Linked DNA regions of Macaca mulatta: region 1 is linked to region 2. Evidence: chromatin contacts called from public Hi-C data. All regions are on one chromosome and are shown on one strand. Each heading gives the region's core, a stretch centred on a gene start, on an enhancer-like site or on the middle of the called end of the contact. The rest is flanking DNA. Distances are from core to core; before and after follow the strand shown. Region 1 overlaps RUNX1 (RUNX family transcription factor 1). Region 2 has its middle 150 kb from the start of RUNX1.

What was found. A called contact is a pair of places that touch in the nucleus more often than the background predicts.
Region 1: a contact with region 2 is called in a Hi-C map of fibroblasts, with 4 times the contacts expected there. The contact joins two enhancer-like sites. A contact is called at or near these places in 2 of 14 Hi-C or Micro-C datasets (cortical neurons and fibroblasts).

What each region holds. Positions count from the first base shown.
Region 1 is chr3:12,526,774-12,531,940 of T2T-MMU8v2.0, forward strand. RUNX1 (RUNX family transcription factor 1) reads left to right here. Exons shown (of 9, transcript NM_001265962.1): 5 at 4,398-4,554. Among named protein-coding and RNA genes, the nearest start is that of RUNX1, 170 kb to the left of the region's middle. Within about 2 kb of position 3,113, at least 11 of the 40 cell types and tissues checked have an H3K27ac peak or open chromatin away from gene starts, as enhancers often do.
Region 2 is chr3:12,213,137-12,218,352 of T2T-MMU8v2.0, forward strand. No RefSeq gene overlaps it. Among named protein-coding and RNA genes, the nearest start is that of RUNX1, 150 kb to the right of the region's middle. Within about 2 kb of position 2,860, at least 1 of the 40 cell types and tissues checked has an H3K27ac peak or open chromatin away from gene starts, as enhancers often do.

The sequences.
Region 1 (5,167 bases), core at 1,863-4,362, 310 kb after region 2:
TAAATGATTAATAAAGAATCTTCAGGAATTGGAGCAATTCAGAGTCTCAAGTCATTACATGAAAGTATTTTCTTCTAAAAAATGAAAAATTACACATATTGCTTTTATGAGCCGTCAGAATTATTTCTAGCAGAAACCATAATCATAGTTTCCTTTTTAAAATGATTTTTGGCAATTCACTTAAAAACAATTTGTTTTATTGAGTGATAATCTATAGGCTACTAAAAATCAAAATACAGATCTCTTGAAAAACATTCAAGCAGGTCCCCTGAGAACATTTGGGGGAAAGGAAAGGATAGCAGAGAAATCAGACCATTTGATTAATATCTGTCACCACCCCAATCCTCATAAAAAGAGGCTTCTTCCTCCAGGAGACCTGCTCACTGCATAACTAGAAGAATAGACAAAACGTTCAGTGAGACAGCAAACGTGAAGGGATAAAACATTAGGGATAAAAGCAAGCAAAACATCAAAACCTGCCTACATCCTGGGCTCATTTACTGTGTGTCCCTGGCTTCACTCTATCCGCCCACCCAACCACCTCCCAAGCAGCTTCAACAGAAATTATTACTTTAAAATTTGGATCTTAAATAAGCCGCAGGCAATCTCCCTAGGAAGTTAACCAGTAAATAATTATTATATTCCCCATGATAAAGAGAAGCAAATGTGAAACAATGATAAGGCCCGATGGTATTGATGAAACGATCATTGAAGGGCTTCTTAGGAGTATCCTGAAGTTCTGTAGGAAAATCCTCTATGTCAATCTTCTGAACTAAAGAGAGATTTAAAATTATGAATTTTCTTTAAAATAGATTACAATAACCCTACTTGCTTATTTTGAACCCCAACCTGTTCTCCCCCTACTCCTTCCCTCCCATGGAACACCTTTATTTATAGAGTATGAGAGATACTTGTTTTTTACTACTAAGAAAACCTTACATTTGCTGTGTGTTTTGCTGTATTTACAGAAGTAGCCTAAAGAGCTGTTTTGATGACTTAGGATGTATTTGGTAATACCATGGTATTATAGCTTGTTTAGGCTCTGGTACACCACAGTCCAAAGACGTAAACATGCCTTCAGCAAGGAAGTTCAGAGGCCTTGGATTCTGATGGTAATATTCTTTTCATAAAAAGGAAATAAGTAATATATTTGTCGGCAAGATCACGGTCCCTAGCTATGCCTTAAATGTCATCTCAGCTGAATTCTATGTTCCACTCCACAGCCTTCTTTGAAACACTGCAAGGTTAAGGGATTTGAAGTAAATGAATTGTAACTGTAATTTCAACCTAATTAGAACTGGTTTAAAATGCCAGTTTGAACTGTGAACAGGCTAGCCAAGAACAGTATTGGGAGGTCCATGTGGTACAGAAGAGAGTTGATATTTGGCCCAACTTCCTGATACTTTAAAAACAGAGAAGTAAAACAAAATATCAGATCTCTTTGGCCAGCAAGTCCCTTCTTGCCTGTTTGGTCTGTGTTAAAATGTAAATGTTTGTGTTTCCTTACCTATTGTTTATAGCTTTTCATTCCAGTTGTTTCTTTTTTTCAGTTTGAAGTTAGATATTTTTACATTCTCTCTATTTGCCCATCAGTGAAAAAACCTGTATCAAATTAGCACACATGTTAGTTTTAAATTAAAAAAAAAAACTTCTTTAACCTGGCTTGAGTAGGCTTGTTAACAATTGGGCAATATACGTTATTAATGAAATTGCCCTGGATTTAATAGTTCCCCTTTACCCACCCCCACCCTCGTACCAAAACAAAAAATCCCTCAGAGATCAATACAAGGCCAAGTAAATGATATGTAGGTGCCCAAATATCATTGATTCTGCTGCATTTAAAAAAAGAGAGAGAGAGGAGTGGGAGTTAAACTTCTAATTTTTTTTCTTCTTAAATTCCAACATCAACAACCTTTTCTTATTTAGCCTCCATGATAATTTTATCCTATGTTTGTTTTGACTTGGCGAAGGTCTCGTGAATTTGCCAAATTACTAATGAGAATAGTATTGGAAAGATGAGAGAGGCACCAGGCTTGGAGCACTGTGAGGGGAACAGCAGTAGGAGGCAGATAATTCAGAATCCATTCCTGTAGTTATAAAACAAGATTTATTTATTTTCACCTTTTTACAGATCCAGACCCAACAATGAGTTATTCAGTTTGAAACCCACGTCGTCGAGGCAGTCTCTGTATACCTTCTGAATACTGACTTAAAATAGAGAAGCCTGGGTTACCACAGGGAGAGGAGGATGAGGAAGTAAAAATATGTGTTCAAAAAGGGCATTTCAACACCGTGAGCTAACTTTACAAAGGGAAGTGAGAATCATGAAAAAAAGGGGAAAATTCGTTGTAAGAGACTTAAAAGAGCAAAATAAAGCAAGCCCATTTTTCGGGAATAGAAAAAAAAAAAAAAAACAGTAACAATAACCAAATAACTGATCAGGGAGATTTATTTTAGTGATATCTTTTTAAAACAAAAAGGGAATTGTCGTATCACTGCTCTTAATTAAATGGCAACAAACACACTTATTATGGGAACTAAATAGCTAATTAGAGGGTGCTCGGGGAATAAATAGCAGAGTTTTAAACTCTCCTCTATGGAAAACATGTCCAACAATTGCAATGAAAGGATTAAAAAGAGAGATAAAAGGCCCAGACCTCGTTTGGCAGTGCAAGTTGGATAAAATAGAGGAAAATGCCTCCCTGTTTCTATGAGACTAGATTACCCTGCTGTAGTCTTGGGGTTGGAAGTATGCTCATCTCTCATAGTGAGTTAGTTCATGTTCTGTGCCACAACGACTGAAGCAGTTCTACTGAGTAAAAACAATAGATAGTCATCTGGAGGCCAAGGGAAAGGGTGATGGCTGGGCAGATCATGAAAATGGGGATCTTGAGAAACATGACTTTGATATCATACAAGTGAGTCCATGGCAGCCTTTTTTACATATAGAAAAAGAGGCCTGAAAATATATGCTACAGAAAAATTATATAGCAATTATTAAGGTAAAAATTGGGAAGTAGGAGGCAGAGGAAGGAGTGGTAACAGTAGGTTGAGGAATGCTTTACTGTTACCAATTCAAAAACAGCAACCAAAAATGATGATGTAATTAGAATGAGTAATATAAATGTCACTACTGACTTTACCATAAAGAATGTCAGAAATGATCAGAATAAATACAGCTTGGGGCATTTCAATTTGAAGTTGTGTGACTGCTTTGAAAAATAGAAACAAAGGAAATATAGCCAATAATAAATGTCTAGACCAAGAAAATAGTTTCTAGAAGGCCTCAATGATAACCAAGAAATTGATACTATTGTTCGAAGTATCTTTAGGTCATGCTCTTTAGAGTATTTTACTTTGAAATTCATTTTCTTAACTACCTGAGTATAAAAAATATTTATCTACCAGTTTTCTCCAATATCCCTGATAAGACTTCATGCTTATTCAGTTACATTAAATAAATTCCTGGTCAAGATCAGCTGGGCTAGCGGAAAACCTCAGGCATCTGTGAGGATATGAGTTTACACACCTTGGGACTCACAGATATAAAAATACAACTCAATTCTACCCCGGAATTGAGGGGAGTGCACAGAAGTGAATGTCCCGTCTGTCTGAGGTCTGTTGATTTTGTAATTAGTAAACGAAGGGTACATTTCTGATTTTTTTCCCTGTGTGCTGGAATTCATTGCTAGTAAAACTCAAGATAATAGGAGCAAGTAGGAGGTATCAAAGATGAACTATAGAGGGACAGTTTAAGTACTTAAGAATCGTCAGCAAGATGAAATCTACTTTTAGCAGAAATAAGTTTTTTTGTTTTGTTTTGTTTTTTGTTCTGTTTTGTTTTCTAAAAGTAAAGTATGGGCCTTGTTCAGCCTGTTAGTGGAGGTCTGAGCAAGTAAAAGGTGGGTTAGATTATAAACTTACGAACACAGGATGTTCTGTTTCTCAAATGGGAGGAATTAAGAAGAGATTATTGTATTCAGGAGACGACATAGCTTCTCAAAATCCTTGACATCTTGCTATGGTTCGTCTTGTTCCAGCTGTGCTATATGACCTAATCTGGCTTTATTAGGTAAATTTAGTATATGTGTCATTATTTGAAAATTTACATATAGTTATGTATAATGTATTAGGTTGGTGCAAATGTAATTGCAGTTTTTGGAATTAAAAATTGCAAACATCGCAATTACTTTTGCACCAACCTAAAATATAATAAAAAAGTGTCTTCCCCTTATAACTTTTCTGTTGTTTTGCTTGAGTTATCATTGCTATTCCTCTGCAACCTAAAAAAAATCATTGAATATACAATTAATTTTAGAATAATCACTACACAAATGCCCTAAAAGTGTATGTATAACATTCCTGATGTCTGCATTTGTCCCTTGACTGGTGTTTAGGTGGTGGCCCTAGGGGATGTTCCAGATGGCACTCTGGTCACTGTGATGGCCGGCAATGATGAAAACTACTCGGCTGAGCTTAGAAATGCTACCGCAGCCATGAAGAACCAAGTTGCAAGATTTAATGACCTCAGGTTTGTCGGTCGAAGTGGAAGAGGTACGTTATCTGTCAAAACTATGCTTGAAACACGTTTCATGGCAACAAACCCCTATTTCAAAATTCTAGTGATTTCTGTAATGGAATCCCTAGAAACTCGGTCTGTCTTAATGTTCTTATTGCTATGTCCAGCTCTTAAAAAATATTTATTCGAAGTTTAATATTTTTAGCAGAATCTCTATATTATTGCTTTATGTTACTGAGTTGATTTAAGGCTGATTGGGAACATGCAACGTAGGAATTGTGAATTTCAAAGAAACTCTTGAGATTTTTATTAAAATGCAAAAAATATAAAATTTACCTTAATGGAAACTAGGATTATACAATTACAGTGAGGGTTCTCTCTTGGATAACAATACAAAAGCTGTTTAATGGAAACTGTTGACTTATGATCTGTGGGCTATCTGTGAAAAGTGACGGAGTTTCAAATGACCATTTCTAATAATTTTAGGGATTTCTAGTGTATGATGTTGAAACATGGTTTCAAGCAAGCTTACCTTTTTAGAAAAAGACATGAAGAAATAATGTTAGTACCATTGATGGCAGTGTGATCTTCCTGTTGTATTTCTTTTGAATGCCTTATTTAGGAGGAGAGGTTGGGCCTGGTTAAAAT
Region 2 (5,216 bases), core at 1,610-4,109:
AGTGCTCAATAAATGACTGCATAGCCTCCTCTGGCAGGCAACAAAGGTGAGCTTATTCTTTGGTCAGAAGAAACTTGAAAAATCCTAAGCAAGGGAAGATGTGATCATGTTTTCCTGTTCTAGAGGCATTGTTCGTGGTGGACTCTCATGGAGTCCTTTCAATGATTTGAGCTAGCTGCATGAGGGCCAGATCCAGAGAGTGAGAAAACTGGGAACAGCTGGCAGAACTGGATGGCAGATTGGAGGGGACATAGGGAGAGTGGGCAGGCAGGATTCCCTCAGGTGTCTGGCTTGAGCAAACAAGTGTTATTCATGGAGAAAGGATAGGAACATGAGTCAATGAAGCCAAGAAAACTTTTAAAAAGTAATGCTTTTATTCCAAGGGGGATGAAAGATATCACAGATGCTCAATAGCTAATGACTGATTGAGTGAAAATGTAAGGAGAGAAATGGTCCAGTAGAATATTATAAATATTAATAAATCTATAGCTTTCTGAATTACCTACAGCCTAAGAAAGGTGATGAGACTTGGGCAATGTCTTGTGTAAAATAAATGGGAAGGATTCACTGAAAAAAAAATCTGTGAAGAGCAAATAACTTCTTGAAAGACAGCATTTCACTTCACATTATTGTTATTTGCTTTAACGGGGAATCCTGTGCAAGCACAAAACTTGTCTTCTCAGCTTTGGGTACTGCATTCTGTCCCTGTAGACAGGCATCCACAGGAGAAGCTAAAGAACCTGTAAAGGGCTGGGTATGGTGGTTCAAATCTGTAATCCCAGCCCTTGGGGAGGCTGAGGCAGGAGGATCGCTTAAAGCCAGAAGTTTGAGATGAGCCTGGGCAACATAGTTAGACCCCACTTCTACAAAAAATATTTAAAATATTAGAAGGCATGGGGGTGCACAGCTGTAGTCCCAGCTACTCAGAAGCTGAGGCAGAAGGATTGCTTGAGCTCTGGAAGTCAAGGCTGCAATGAGCTACGATCGTGGCACTGCTCTCCAATCTGGGCAACACAATGAGACCCCATATCTGCAAAAAAATTTAAAAAATTATTCGGGCATAGTGGCATGCACCTATAGTCCCAGCTACTCAGAAGACTGAGCCAGGATGATTGCTTGAACCTAGGAAGTTGAGGCTGCAGTAAGCTTTGATTGCATCACTGCACTCCAGCCTGGGTAACAGAATGTGCGCAGAAGTAAAACTCGATGAATTTCCATCAGAATTCCTGGAACTCCCTCAGGGGCAGATGTGGCATTGAGGAGTCGCCAACCCTGCATTACTACCCAGCTACGATAAATTTACTGAGCAGCTTTCATAAGTAAACCCATGGACAAGCTATCATCTCCCTGACCTGGTTTTTGTGAAATTGCTGGTTAGGTTGCTGAGTTGCTTCCAGTTTTTGAAGAGGGGTGGTGTCCCTCAAGGTCATGCATTTGGTGTGACTGGATGAAGTGGCCATCAGTGGTCTTCCAAACACTGGGATCCAATAGCCCTAGACAATGGCAGGCCTGGCAGCCCGCCCTGGACTGGACTGGCAAATGCTGATGGGATGAGCCCTGCATGTGGCATTACCAGTGGATGAGCCTTCTCAGAGCCTAACTGTTGTTTAGAGCAAACGAGAGTATGGACATTTTAGTCTTTACTGTAACATGAGAATAAGAACACCCATAGTGCATTGCATTTATGAATTAAATGTCATAAGACCATCAAGTGCTTAGCACAATACTGAATAAGAGGATGCAGTCAATGAGCGTTAGTTTCGCAGTCCTGGGGGTGTTCGACCCTCCCTGTTCACGTCAGGGATGCTGAAATGTGTACATGTGCTAAAAGAGATACGTAGGAATAAGTTCTTAAGTGAAGAAAGTAGAAAAAATGGGAAAGTACTATGCTGAACATGAAGGTTACTGAGTTTCATGAGATGACTTGGTCAATTTTCTACATTTAGGTCTTTAGCTGAAATGTACAAACAAGTTTAAACCAATTCAACATTTGTATGATATATACACACAAACATATGTGTGTGTGTGTGTGTGTGTTCTTTTACTGTTAATAGTTTGAAAAAAAGTGTTTTGTTGGGGGTGGTTCTTTTCCTTTAAGCTGTGCTTTTAGAAGTTTACTGTGTTCTTAAATATATCTTTTACATGTAAGTGAAATCTTTGTTTCCTAAAAAAAAAAAAAAACCACATCCTTGATTTTGCAGTGGAAATCAATGAAGCAACTGGCTATCCTCAGAAATTCACTTTATAATCTTAGAGAAGCTCCAAATTTAGTGGGAAGTAGCACTAAACCAAACATATCAATATCTAGTGTCACTTTGACTTTTCTCTCAAGGCAACTTTGGCAAGACTCAGTATTTTGAAACAACCCATACATGTGAATCCCCATTTGTAGTTTTTTTTTTAAACTATCTAATTTTGAGTTAATTATTTACCCCTTCCAAAGCCTATCTTCCCTCCCATCAGTTTCTCCAGGTTGTTTTCTTTTATGTTACTTTTCCTTTATACTATAATTTGCCTTATATAAGTCAATTCAAGGTCACACATCAAACACTGGTTATGTGTTTGTATACTATGTATTGTCACATCACATAAATTTAGAATCTGCTGGGATAAGAACAACATTTTATTCCTCTCTTTTCTTCCTTCCTCCAATTCCCAAAGTAGAGAATTCAGAAGAGTGGTGCTTGCCAGCAATTTTTGATGAGAGATCAAGCTGTTGGGGAATGTGCTTCTCCTCTTATTTCATTCCATTTGAATCTGTGACTGTTGAAGTTTTCCACGTTCTTATACTGACTCAACAAATGTCCCCAGGGGTATTTCCATCTTCTAACCATTAGTTCACTTTCTTTGCTTATTCACTCCCAGTTGCTTGGTGAACTGAGCCAGGATATCAGTGATTAATGACTCAGTACTATTTCAGGAATCCCCAGCATTTTCCATATGCTGACTCACCTACAGTTTTCTATGTTCACCTGTTGGGAGCATGGCTGTGGCATAGGACATGTGGCTTTGGATGGCCAGAAGGCTCTGAAAAGTTATATGCAATTACAAAACTGCAATCCGAACAAAGCCTTTTTGCCTGTTTTTCTTTGGCACTTTTCTTCCCTTGAGCAAGTTCCTTGAGAACAGAGATGGATTTCTCTTAGTCATCTTTGAATTACCAGTGACTACCTTAGTACTTAGGGTTACAATGAAATATCTGTACTTAGTAACTATTCATTTAATGATGGAGTAATGTAATCTTGAGGAGTCTCAAAGACAGTTAATTTATGTTTGGTGAATTGTAATGGTTGTAAACATGGAAGAACCATTTTAAGAAGATAAAGACTTAGGCCAATATCCAGGAATGACTTAACTGTCTAAAGTCTTGGGGTTACTTAGAAAGAATGATATGATGAGAAAATCATAAAAAGACCAAAAAAGAGTTGAAGCAGTTGAATGAAACCTGCCAAAGGTTTCATTACTGTGCAGCCTTATTGGTGTTGATTCTCTTAAGCTGGTCTTTCCTGCAAAACACATCGCTCGTTTTTGTCTGTCTTTAGCACTAAACCCAACTCTTGTTCACACTAACCCCTTTCTTCAAATATATGACATGAATTACATGAAATAAGTATACCGTTAGGGATCCCCACAACCATCCTCAGATTCAATGACTCACTAGAAAGACTTACAGGATTCCGCATATGGTCATATTCACAGCTACAGTGAATTACAGTGAAAAGATACCAAAGGAGATCAACAAAGTGAAAAGGCACATGAGTTCAAGTCCAGAGGAAACAAGAAACAAGCTTCTATGAGTCCTGTCTCCCAGTGCAGTCGTACAGGACATGCTTAATTCCTTCAGTGTCGAATTGTGACACATGTTGTCTACCAGGGAAGATTGTTAGAGATTCAGTATCCAGAGTTTTTATTTGGGGCTGCTCACATAGGCACTCTTACCCTAACACGCACCAACATTCCAGACTCTCCAAGAAAAGCAGGTGTTCAGCATAAGTCACATTGTGTTTATAAACACTTTAGGTATAGTAAACCAACTTTATCAATTAGTTAAAGCTTATCAATTAATTAAGCCACTTTCTAGTGGTGGAAACACTACTGACATCCAAATTTTCAGATGTCAACCAGCGACCAACCTTGCAAGTAGGTTTTCGTCAGGCTAGCAGTCTCAAGACTGCTATATTTACAGTGAAAACCAAGCTCGTCATCTTTCCCTATCTTGGAATATTCCACCCTCTCAATGCCAGCTCTGTGCATTGCTGATTTTATCATTCAAACTTGAACTCTAACAGTGTCTCCTAAAGGAGCCCTAGCTGGCCATACTACTGAAAGCAGCTCCTATACCAAGTCTCCCTCTACTATTGTCCAGCCCCCTTTGAATTTTATCTGTGTGTTCCATGTTGGAAGGGATCTTTGTTGTGTTTCTTTCTCTATATTCTGGACCCAGAAGGGTGTCAGACCCTTACACAGGATTTCAATAAATAGTTCTAAAATTAATTGAATGACTTAGCCCTTTCAGAAGTCCTTTTGTTCATTTATGTGTTGACTTTTATGTTGTCAGTATATTTGGCATCCTGGAATGTAAGCTCTGCTAAGTTAGACTTATCTTGTTTTCTGCTGTATCTCTAGCAGCTGGAAGAGCACTGACCACATAGAAAGTTCTCCATGAATACTTATGGAGGCTGCATAATTTATGAGGAAAAGAGGTTTATTTGGTTTACAGTTCTACAGGCTGTACAAGAAGCATGACACCAACATCTGCTTCTGATAAGAGCTTCAGGAAGCTTCCACTCATTGGGGAAGATGAAGAGGAGCAGGCTTGTGCAAGTCACATAGTGAGAGAAGAAGCAAGAGAGAGGGGAGGGAGATACCAGGGTCTTTTAACAACTGGCTGGGGGTGAACTTTTGAGGGAACGAATAGAGTGAGCACTCACTCACTCCTGCAATGGCAGCACCAAGCCATTCATGAGGGATCCACCCCCATAACCCAAACACTTTCTACTAGGCCCGACATCTAACAATGGGGATCAAATTTCAACATGAGGCTTGGAGGGGACAGATATCCAAATTATGCAAGACAGTTATTATTCCATATATTCTGATCTGTTTGTGGGAGAGATGGAACTGTGTTTCTTCATGATTTCCTTCCAAAAGTATTGATGGAATACAGACTTTGTTTAGTCCATGTACCAAAATAGTCACTGGAGATTCATAGGTGA